Regions from separate parts of the Mus musculus genome. Here region 1 is linked to region 2. A link is a contact called in public Hi-C data. All regions are on one chromosome and are shown on one strand. Each heading gives the region's core, a stretch centred on a gene start, on an enhancer-like site or on the middle of the called end of the contact. The rest is flanking DNA. Distances are from core to core; before and after follow the strand shown.

Region 1 (4,953 bases), core at 914-3,413, 150 kb after region 2:
GGAGCTAATAATCCTGGAGAAGGTGGGGACAGCTGTCACTGGAGACTAGGAAGGTGGGGCAGAGGGAGAGGAAGTTGGTTGCACTGTGAAGTATCTAGTTTATGACAGTTGACACTAAGAGTTCAGAGGTGGGCTGGAAAAATGGCTCAGCAGGTTAAGAGCACTGACTGCTCTTTCAGAGGTCCTGAGTTCAAATCCCAGCAACCACATGGTGGCTCACAACCATCTGTAATGGGCATCCGATGCCGCCTTCTGGTGTGTCTGAGGACAGCTACATTGTACACACATACATGAAACAGAAGAGTTCAGAGGTTTTCAAGAACCTTTCGGGATGCAGTTCTTAGGCAGGATGTACAAGTGTCCGGTTTTTACTTCACAAATGTCTCCTAGTGTTCACTTAGGTGTAGACATTTCCTGCCACCTAGCCAAGGTGGAGGACCCACATCTGGGCGGATGAGGTGATACAGCACTCTCACCTCAGGCCAGCCCTTCTCGCAGCTACTCCAGCGACGCCCATGTGGTTCCCCAAGCCTGTGCGTTTCAAAAGTAGATTCTCGGCCTGGTCATTGCACACAGGCTAACCAAATGACTTGGGAGGTCCTGGGCCTCAACCCCCATCAGTATAGCTCAGTGCTAAGCTTCTCTATTGATGAGCATCCCTAGTGAGCTGTGCTGAAGGAGAGTGCAGAGATACCACTGGGTAAACTAAGGTCACTTCTTAAAAGTGATGGACAGTGCCCTCCCAGGTATAGCTAGGGACATCTAGACCCTAGTCAGAAGAGCTGTGCAGTTGCCCATGTAAATTGCTGTGAGAGCCAGATCTCTTCCTCAGGGGCATGAGCGCTTGCCAGCAGGGCATTGGTTACAAACCAGACACCCACCACCCTCAGGTTCCCGGTCCTGAACCCACTGCTTTGAAATCAATGGATCTTGTTACTCGGGTAACTGGGAGCTGAGCAAATTAGTCCCCAAACCAGAGGAAGTGCCTGCCCCAGAGAGGATCAGGGAGGCAAGCCATGCAGCTAGCTATACGAGTGGATATGGCAGCCAGAGCACAATCCTGGGGTACACAAAGCAGAAACTGGTGGTGGTGGGCCATGGCAGGCATAGCATGGGTCGTGAGTGAGGCACGTGGCCCCTTTATGGCTCGGGAGCCCGCGCCCTCCTCCTCTGGGCACTTTGGACATCAGACGCCTGATCCTTAGCTCTCACAGTATAGGGAGGTGCCCATTCCCAGACCACTCACTGGGCTCATCTCTGCCCTGGAATCCTGACAAATGAAATTCTGGGCCCTGCATCTCTGTCCCTTCTACCCAACGTGGCTATCACAGCTGTGTGTATTTTGATGAATCAGATCAGAAACTGCACTAAGCACTCACTACCACCCCACCACCCCCAGACCAATTCTGTTTGGACACATCAGCTTTCCTTGTTACTAAGCCAGAGTCACTAGCTCTGTGACTGTCCTGCAGGACGGATACTTGGGTGGGTGACTGGGTAGGTGGGCCCCTTCCGATGGAAGCCCCTTGATACGCAGAAGTGATTTGCTTGTAGGCATGAATGGTCAGCTTGACCTTTTCCTTAGTCTAGGCTGTGTATGAAGACCCCTTGTCACCTGTGCAGCAGGTGCCCCTGCAGACATTCCTCCCTACAGTTTCTCCCATTCGCCACCCTGATGCTATGCCTGCTCATGTCTCTGGCCCTGGTGGACACTTTTTAGGAGCTTCTGCCCTGCAGTTTGGCTTCTGTTGTGTCCCAGGGGTGAATCAGAAAATGAGATTGGTTGGTTTGGGCTTTGAGAGGAAAGCATATGGGTGGGGCCCCAGAGCTGATACCACCGTCTTTGTTGCTTCCTTCCTCACATGTGACAGTATTACATGTGGGCCACCACACACATAGCATTTACATGGGCTCTGGGCATCTGAATCCTGGTCCTCACCCTGGCCAGGCAAGCACTCTATGTACTGGGCTGTCTTTACCAGCCCACAAGGAGCTTGCAGTAAGACCTATTTGACTCAGCTAGAGACATGGAGCTACTTCAGGACATAGTTTTCTATGCCTGGTGTCCTGGTGTCACTCCTAGGTCTGCTCCACTCCCTTCAGTCATTGCTAAGCTCTGGTCCACTACAGAACAGAATTGACTTCTGATCCTGTCCACCAGGTGGCAGTGGCTACAAAGCCTGATGGCTGTCCTCTGGGGCCACCCTAGTGACCAGGCTATGGCTGAGATGATAAAGATGTGTGCGGCAGCTGGGTAGGTAGTTTCTACATCAAGGGGCAACTGGGAAAGGCTTGAAAGATGGCAGGTCTGACTTGCTGTGCAGGGAGGCCTGGCCCTGGTAGATATTGCCAACTAGAATAAAGATTTGTCTTCAAACAAGAAGTCCTTTCTCTCGCTTTCCCTGGTGGATCCGCAGGGCATGCACAGTGGCACCCAGTAAGTAGAAAGGAAATTGATCTCTTCTCCCTGCCCTCTGTCCCCACTCCTTCCTCCCCTCTCTCCATCTTCAATGTAGACACCTGATTACACCTCCCAGATGCTATGAAAACAGACCAGTTTCCACAGTGCCGAGGCTTCACGCTGGCAATCCCCTATGGGTATTAAATTGTGGGTAGCTTCCAAGAATCTTGGGCCCAGAAACCAGCTCTCAAGAATCTCTGAGCAGCTCTGCCATGAGGGCTCTTGTGTGCCCAGAAGGTGCCCTGGCCCTGTCCTTAGATACTCCTATCTGCTCACCCAGGGAAAAGCACTTCAAGCAAGGTATGGAATCTTGCACACAAGCGTTGAACCTGTAGGGCTCAGAGCATGTGAGTTCTGGCATGTTTTAAGAGAACCTGCCTCTGTTCCCATGATGCCTTGTAGCCCAATACAGTGGCTATTAGGGTGCCAGCTGACCATGTCCCTAATATCCCTTGGTGACCATGGGGACTCCATGAGAACTGTCTTAAGGGTAGAGGGCAGAAACCTTTTTCTATCCCTCCATGAACTGACACATTCACTAAAGTGAACTAGAAAACAGTGTATGTAGCGCCTGGAAGTCAACCTGTGGGTGGGGCTCTGGGGCTCCACTGCCGCCTGCTGGGGGAAGCCTGAAGTGCAGTCCTGACCTCTGTTCCAACCTGGGTCAGGTACAGTGCAGACACAGCCAGCTTTCAGGAAGAAAGAGGCTGACAACCACCCCTCTGTGGAGAACCAATGTGTTTATGCTTGCATGGAGACTTCCAGGACGAGGACCCAGGATTTGACAAGCTAACACTGGCTGCAGTTTCCCTAGTCATTTCTCTTTCAGACCAGAGCACCCCAGAGCAGAGCAGAGCAGAGCTATTCAGCACCACATTCTGGAGGAAACGAAACACCTCTTACTGTGCAGTCAAACGGCGTGAGCAGAAGCCTGAGCCCAAGATGGCCCGGAGTAGCTGTGGCTTAGAAAAGGTCTAGAGACCTCATGTAGCTCAGAGCACAGAGTAGGGGCTGGGGAAGGCAAAAATGCTTGCCACAAAAACATGAAGATCTGTTTTAGATCCCTGGGTCCTACAGATAAAGTCAGTTGTGATGTGTGTGCTTTTAATGCCAGTGCTGGGGAAGCAGAGACAGGAGGCTCCCTGGAGTTCTCTGACTGGCCAGCCTAGTGACCTGGACAACCTCTGACCTCCACTCACACGCACACACATACACGTTTTAAAGCACAAAGTGTACAATGACAGAACTTGAAGGTAGAGAAAGGGCTCACTAGTGTAAGGATAGGAGGGTGGGAATCGTGGGAGGAATGGCAGTGTGGGTGGGTCTGAGCCGACCATGGGCTCCTAATGGGCAGAGACAAAGGCTTCACTATGGACAGGGTTTGAACACAGGCACAGTGTCTGTGGCCTTGATGCTGAGGCAGGGTAGGAGGAAGTGGGCTTGGGATACAGGCTGGGGCCAGGTTAGACAGGAGGTGATGATAGCAGACCCTGCTGTTGCCTGAGTATCAAGGTGTTTGGATATGAGCCGGACTGATGCCCGAAGATGAACATGAGGGCAAGACACAGAAAGATGCTGCATCCCTGGATCCAGGGGGTGGGGGAAGGGGGTGTATGTGAGCCAAAAGAGAGATGGCTTAATCATACTACAGCCATGTAGTTTTTGCTCAACTGGTCCTAACTGGTCAGAGCAAGCTGATAGATTCCATGGTGATGCTCGCACTCTCTCGAGGACTAGACAATAGACTCAGGACCAGTTTGGTCAGAGACCATGCACTCTAGGCACTAGGGACCACATAGCCCCACACCGTGCCCAGTACACTAGGTACCACAGCACCCTTTCCCCAGTTCTCCCCAGTTAGTCAACAGCAGGATGAGAGAGGCCCAGGGACATTACTAAGAGCCTTGAGTAAGCTGGGATGTTGGTGGCAGAAGGTGGCTAGAGGTCTTGAGAAGTCAACTCTCTCCAGGTCATTAAGAAGTACTAGAAGCCCAGAGATGTGGCCCGTGTGTTCTCATCCTCTCTTCAGGCCTGGCTCAGAATAGTCCCAGCACCCAGAGACCTTCAGTGTTCATCTGTGGGTTGAATGACTGAGACAGGAAGGGACAGCAGACTTAGGCAGGCAGGTGAGATGGGCAGCTGTATCCCTGACATTTCTTTGTTGGGGTTTTTTGTTTGTTTTGTTTTGTTTGTTTGGGGTTTTTTGTTGTTGTTGTTTTTCAAGACAGGGTTTCTATGTATAGCCCTGGCTGTCCTGGAATTCACTCTGTAGACCAGGCTGGCCTTGAACTCAGAAATACGCCTGCCTCTGCCTCCGGAGTTCTGAGATTAAAGGCGTGTGCCACCACACCCGGCTATCTCTGACATTTCTTTGGGCACATAGAAGCATGTTCTCACTCAGACATGTCAAGCAACTCATTCAGAGATTGCCCCCCTCTCTGTAGGGCATGGCTCAGTGGTACTTCACTAGAGAGCAGCCTAGACATCTGCCC
Region 2 (5,606 bases), core at 1,407-3,906:
ATAGTAACCAGGCTGTGTTATTTGTCTTTAGTAGGAGGTAAACTTGAGGATAAAATTTTGTAAAAAATTTCTCCTTGTTTTGGGAAACTATTTTAATACCTTCTTAGTTAATTAACCAATTTCTTTTGTTGGTAGACTCTGGAAGAGAGCTTGTCATCACAGATCCAGTCATCAAGAATCGGGAACTCTTCATTTCTGATTATGTTGACACCTACCATGCTGCTGCCCTAAGGTAAGAATGCGGCAGGGGAGTCTGGAGGGCAGGGGTGACTTTGCTCTGATCTGTGGTCATCATTGTGGCCAGGCAGACAACTCATGGTCTTGGCACGCTAACACTCCTCTGTTTCCTGGGGTTATTGAAGGTCCAGAGATTGTCTAACACCACTTTACCTCTCCTATATTTCATAGTATTATTTGCTAAAGTTTTTGGGTGAAATACCCTGAAGTTTTCCAGTTACCTTTGTAAAAATCAAGCCCAAGTGCTACAAAAGATAGAGGGGGAAAAACAGATAAAGAAAATGTTAAATATAAGAAACCCTAAGAAAAAAACAGCAAATTTTAATAGCTCCTCTTCCAGTTTTCTTATGTCTGAACATTTGTAATAAAAAGCATGCTAAAGAGTAGCGGAATGTATTGAAGATACAGACTGAGGCAGGAGGGGATGTCACATCTGATTAAAAGTGGGTGTGCCCTTCTGTTCTGTCCTGTATGCTCCAGAGCAGAGCAGGATCCGTCCCCTTGTACATGCTGTGTCTATATGTCTGGCTGGTCTGGGGCCTCTTACATGACATAAGTCTAGTAGCTGTGTGTTTGGGTTTTATTGTTGTGAGAGGCACCATGATTAAAGCAACATTTAATTGGGGCTGACTTACAGTTTATCATGGTAGGAAGCATGATAGCATGCAGGCAGACATGGTGCTTGAGAGAGCCGAGAGTTCTACATCTTGATCTGAAGGCAGCAGAAAGAGGGCTATGTATCACACTGGACGTAGTTTGAGCATATATAAGACCTCAAAGCCAACTTCCCCAATAACACACTTCCTCCAACAAGGCTAACCTGTGTATAGTGCCACTCCCTCTGGGCCAAATGTTCAAAGACATGAGGCTGTTGGAACCAAACCTATTCAAATCTCCACAGTAGCCAACATCACAACAACAAAACTCCTATTTCTTCCTTCCTTCCTCCCTTTTGTTTCTTTTTTTCATTCACTCGACAGAATTTGAGTTCAATAAAAGCCATTGAAACTTGCTGGCTTTAGCTGAGATGCCTTTGTCCCTGGCGTGGTGCTCACCTGTCACATGTTCAGTGATAGAGCCAGCGGTCTCCTTTGCAAAGCTGTAGAGATAGATCCAGTTACTTTAGGAAATGAATTGTTTTATTTTAATTTCACTTCTCAGGAGTTTTCCACTTTTTTTTTTCTTTTTAACTATTTAAAGATGTAAAATTGAAGCCGGGCGTGGTGGCGCACTCCTTTAATCCCAGCACTTGGGAGGCAGAGGCAGGTGGATCTCTGAGTTTGAGGCCAGCCTGGTCTACAAAGTGAGTTCCAGGACAGCCAGGGCTTTAAAGAGAAACCCTGTCTCAAAAAACAACAACAAAAGAATGTAAAATTGGCCGGGCAGTCTTGATGCACGCTTCTGGGTCACTCTAGACTTGCATTGCTCCTTCTGGGTCACTCTAGGCTTGCAGTGCTCCTTCTGGGTCACTCTAGGCTTGCAGTGCTCCTTCTGAGTCACTCTAGGCTTGCAGTGCTCCTTCTGGGTCACTCTAGACTTGCAGTGCTCCTTCTGAGTCACTCTAGGCTTGCAGTGCTCCTTCTGGGTCACTCTAGGCTTGCAGTGCTCCTTCTGGGTCACTCTAGACTTCCAGTGCTCCTTCTGGGTCACTCTAGACTTGCAGTGCTCTTTCTGGGCATGAGAAGTCATTAGCCACTGCCCTGTCCCAGGTATCTGAGTAGAATCTTTACTGACTGTAAATCATACTGACTGTTTTAATCCTTTTGTTATATTAGCTTAGAGGTTGTACAAAGGGCTGGAGAGCTGGCTCAGCAGTTAAGAGTACTGACTGCTTTTCTAGAGGTCCTGAGTTCAATTCCCAGCAACCACATGGTGGCTCACAACCATCTGTAATGAGATCTGATGCTCTCTCTTGGTGTGTCTGAAGACAGCTACAGTGTACTCATATACATAAAATAAATACTTTTTAAAAAGAATTTTTAAAAAATGTTATAAAAATAGTAGTAGGTCTGGTACGAAACCTTCATCTCCATTTTTTTTCTTAAATGATTTATTTTTGAGATCGAATGTATCATCTCACATCCCTTTCCTTCCTCTAAGCCCTCCCATAAGACATTTTTCTACTCTCTTTTTTCAAATTCATGACCTTTTTTTCATTAGTTATTGTAACATAAAGATGCATGTTATAAATTCCTAAGTACGTAAGTACACCCTGTCCTGTCTGTATATTGTCACTTGTATGTATGTTTTCAGGGCTGACCATTTGGTATTGGATAGCCACAGAGAAGTGTAGTTCTAGCCTCTCATTGAGGAAAATTCTCCAGTTTCCTTTTATTTGGCCTAAATGACACATTTCTCGGTGACCTGGTGACTGGATGACAAGTGCTCACTGTGTTGCTCTGTGGTCTGGCCTCGTAAATCTTGTTGAAACCCTGGCGTTTGCCAGCATCTGATGCCCAGTGTGTGGCTCTAATCTCATTCTCTGCAGTGGTATCTCGGCAAGGAAAGTTTTGGGGTGTTTCTGTGGTTACCGTCCATCAAACAGGATGTGGCAGAACCCTATTAGTCTTCATTTATTCCTTTGTCTTCTCCAGAGTTTGGGTCCTTTAGCTTAAACTTCTGATGAGTGAGACGTGATGGTTGAGGCTTCAGTGTGTTCTCTCCGTTCCTCTTTTTATAGCTTTCCCACAGGGAAGGGCACTTCCTTTTTTCTCAATGTAAACCAGTGCTGTTACTATAGATAAGTTCAATTTTGAAGGGGACACAAATAAAACAGTTCATGGGCACATGAAAGGGGATCAAATGAGTATAATGGAGAAAACTAGAGGACAAAAAAGGAAAAAGCGAAAGGCTCATGGTGTTGGCTCTCAGTGCCATTCTTTCAAAGATCAAAGGACTCCGGTACATGGAGTCCTGCCGTGTGCAGCCATTGACTGGGCTCTGCCATCCCATTCACTGGTGAGGAAGCTGATGTCTATATTTTTCTTTCAAGCTGGTGCTAGAGTTGGGTTATAAAAGAGAAGGAGAGCTTTGTCCTTTAGTCACTGTGAATCAAAAGAAAAACAGAATTCCTCTGTGGGTTTTGCTTTGTAAATTGTGACATCTTAGCTTTTCCTTACCCAAAAGAAATTCGTCCTCAGTCTGGGCTATATTGAGCAGTGTGTGCTGAGCAATGCAACTGCTCTGTGGCCTGCTTTGGGCCCTTGGCTTTAGCCACCCCTATCTTTACCTTTCTGGTAAATTTCAAGTAGGTGCCTGTTTCCTTAGTTCATGACCCCCACTCACCGCTGCCATCACAGAAGCCAGCATTTGATTGGGGTTATGCTGTTGCCTAGGTAGCATTTTTGGTTGACATTGTGACATAACAGTGGAAAGTGCCAGATTCAAACAAGATGACTTCAGCTGAATCCTGCTTTGACATAGCTTTGTGACAGAATCAAATTTGCTGATTTTTGAGTCATCCTTTTGACACTTACTCTGGGTCATGTGACCTAGCAGCGGCATCATAACTTGAACACATATCTTTTGGCCTAATGTCCACTCCAGCAGACATGTGGAAAGCACTCACAGAGGTCTCATATAGGTCGCCTTACTAATTTATGTTCTTTTTCAGTTACTGAATTTCAATAAGGTCTATAAAAATTAGTGTTCAAGAAAGGAAATCTTATAATACAGTTATTTGTGGTACTGATGATAATCATCCATGGATTTTGTTTCTTGTCACCCAGTAGGTGGCTTGATTGGATATTCTTTGGTACAGGGAGCTAAACTTAGCCCTAGGAGCTGTCGGCAAAGCTCCAGGCATGCATGAGCCCACATGCTCGACTGTCTCTTGCTGTTGGCTCGTGTTGCTTTCCCCTTTAGGATGACGCTCTGTCGGTGATGTGTGGAGTAGCTGCTCTCTGACTGAGACTTGTGACTGGGAGAGTGTGCTATGATAGTGCCCTGACGGGAGGACAGTATGGGAGGTCACAGGTTGCCCTTGACTTGATGGCTGGGTTTCAGCTTACTCACTCTCTGCCTCATATTTCTAGTAGTTACAAGGGGGAAAAACCATAGTAAGGTAGTTCAGGCTGCAGGTTACCGTCTTACCTAGGGAGTCATATTTTAGAAAGGTGGCTTAGGGTAGAATTTCTAAAGTTCATGGCCCTTGACCAAATTATTCAGAGCTTCTGATTTTCATTATGTTCAACCTGCATTAATTTACCTCCTTGTTTTGCTGTGAGCAGCTGCCATATTTATGGTAAAAAAAAAAAATTCATTACCTCTGCAGAGAATCCCTTAAGAAGCTTTATGTTTCGCAGAGTTCTGTCTCTTTCAGCTTAAGCTTCACTGTTTTGGACTTGAACATTCTTACTGTTTTGTCCACATGCGTCAGTGTGCGTTGGACAGCAGGTCTTGCTCTTGTCTTTGTCCACACAATGTTTAGCACCTTTTTGCCCTGCTAGCAGTTAAGGTCTCTTCATTCTAGGTTTTACTGTGGGTTCCAATGTTGCTTTTCCATGAGAGCCTTGTGGTAGCCTCTTTACTTCTCTGAAAAGATGCTGACATGGGCCATATGACTGCAGTGAGTGTGTTAATCAGCTGATGGAGGACGGCCGTGCTTGGAGACTTTCCGGTCCGCAGTCTGCTTTCTGTTTATCTTCTGGTGACTGCTGTGCTCACTGGGCGGGAATTGTGTCCCGCACGGCTTTCATTAGTTGTTTCCTAAGCGCTGATCTTAAGCTTGTCGACTTGGAACTCTGGGTAATAGTGCACAACCTTTTTCTGTATTTTTGTCACTTTTAAAAAAAAAGATCTACTTTTATGTGCATTGGTGTTTTGTCTCTGTATAAGAGTGTAAGATCCTCTCAAACTGAAATTGTGGACAGTTGTGAGCTGCAATGTGGGTGCTGGGAATTGAACCGGGGTCCTCTGGAAGAGCAGCCAGTGTTCTTAAGTGCTGAGCCATCTCTCCAGCCTTACTTTGTCACACCCTTAAAAGTTGCTTGTATTTTAAGTTATAAGACAAAAATGTCTATATGATTACATTTACCATGAAAAACAAAAGAATACAAGTCCTCTATGCTCAGAAATGTAATACTTCTCTTCAAATAACTTTTGATATAAGGGGAAGTAAAGCTAAAACAAAAGAAGTTTGTAAAAATGAAAATGCCATATATTCTTGGCCTACATTTTGGAAATGATCAAAGGAAAATCAGTTGCACTAAATATATGATTAAAATTTTTCTTGAAGAATTTAAAGAATTATTTATTTTATGTATATGAGTATACTGTAGCTGTCTTCAGACACCCCAGAAGAGGGTATCAGATGCCCATTACAGATGGTTGTGGGCTACCATGTGGTTGCTGGCATTTGAACTCAGGAC

The links. Hi-C and Micro-C count contacts between places; a contact is called where the count stands out from the background.
Region 1: a Hi-C map of bone marrow-derived macrophages shows a contact between it and region 2, with 2.6 times the contacts expected there. The contact joins two enhancer-like sites. A contact is called at or near these places in 2 of 15 datasets of contacts at CTCF or cohesin (large pre-B cells and pro-B cells), 34 of 484 Hi-C or Micro-C datasets (B cells, the Ba/F3 cell line, CD4 T cells and 18 more), 4 of 115 datasets of contacts at active chromatin or transcription factors (CD8 T cells, large pre-B cells, memory CD8 T cells and 1 more) and 4 of 9 other capture datasets (adipose tissue, embryonic stem cells, liver and 1 more).

What each region holds. Positions count from the first base shown.
Region 1 is chr4:150,623,453-150,628,405 of GRCm38.p6, forward strand. No RefSeq gene overlaps it. Among named protein-coding and RNA genes, the nearest start is that of Slc45a1, 26 kb to the right of the region's middle. Within about 2 kb of position 2,164, at least 25 of the 459 cell types and tissues checked have an H3K27ac peak or open chromatin away from gene starts, as enhancers often do. A contact at or near this core is called in bone marrow-derived macrophages, where this site is marked.
Region 2 is chr4:150,470,160-150,475,765 of GRCm38.p6, forward strand. It overlaps Rere (arginine glutamic acid dipeptide (RE) repeats), which reads left to right. Exons shown (of 23, transcript NM_001085492.1): 6 at 136-232. Among named protein-coding and RNA genes, the nearest start is that of Gm52709, 5.5 kb to the left of the region's middle. Within about 2 kb of position 2,657, at least 75 of the 459 cell types and tissues checked have an H3K27ac peak or open chromatin away from gene starts, as enhancers often do. A contact at or near this core is called in bone marrow-derived macrophages, where this site is marked.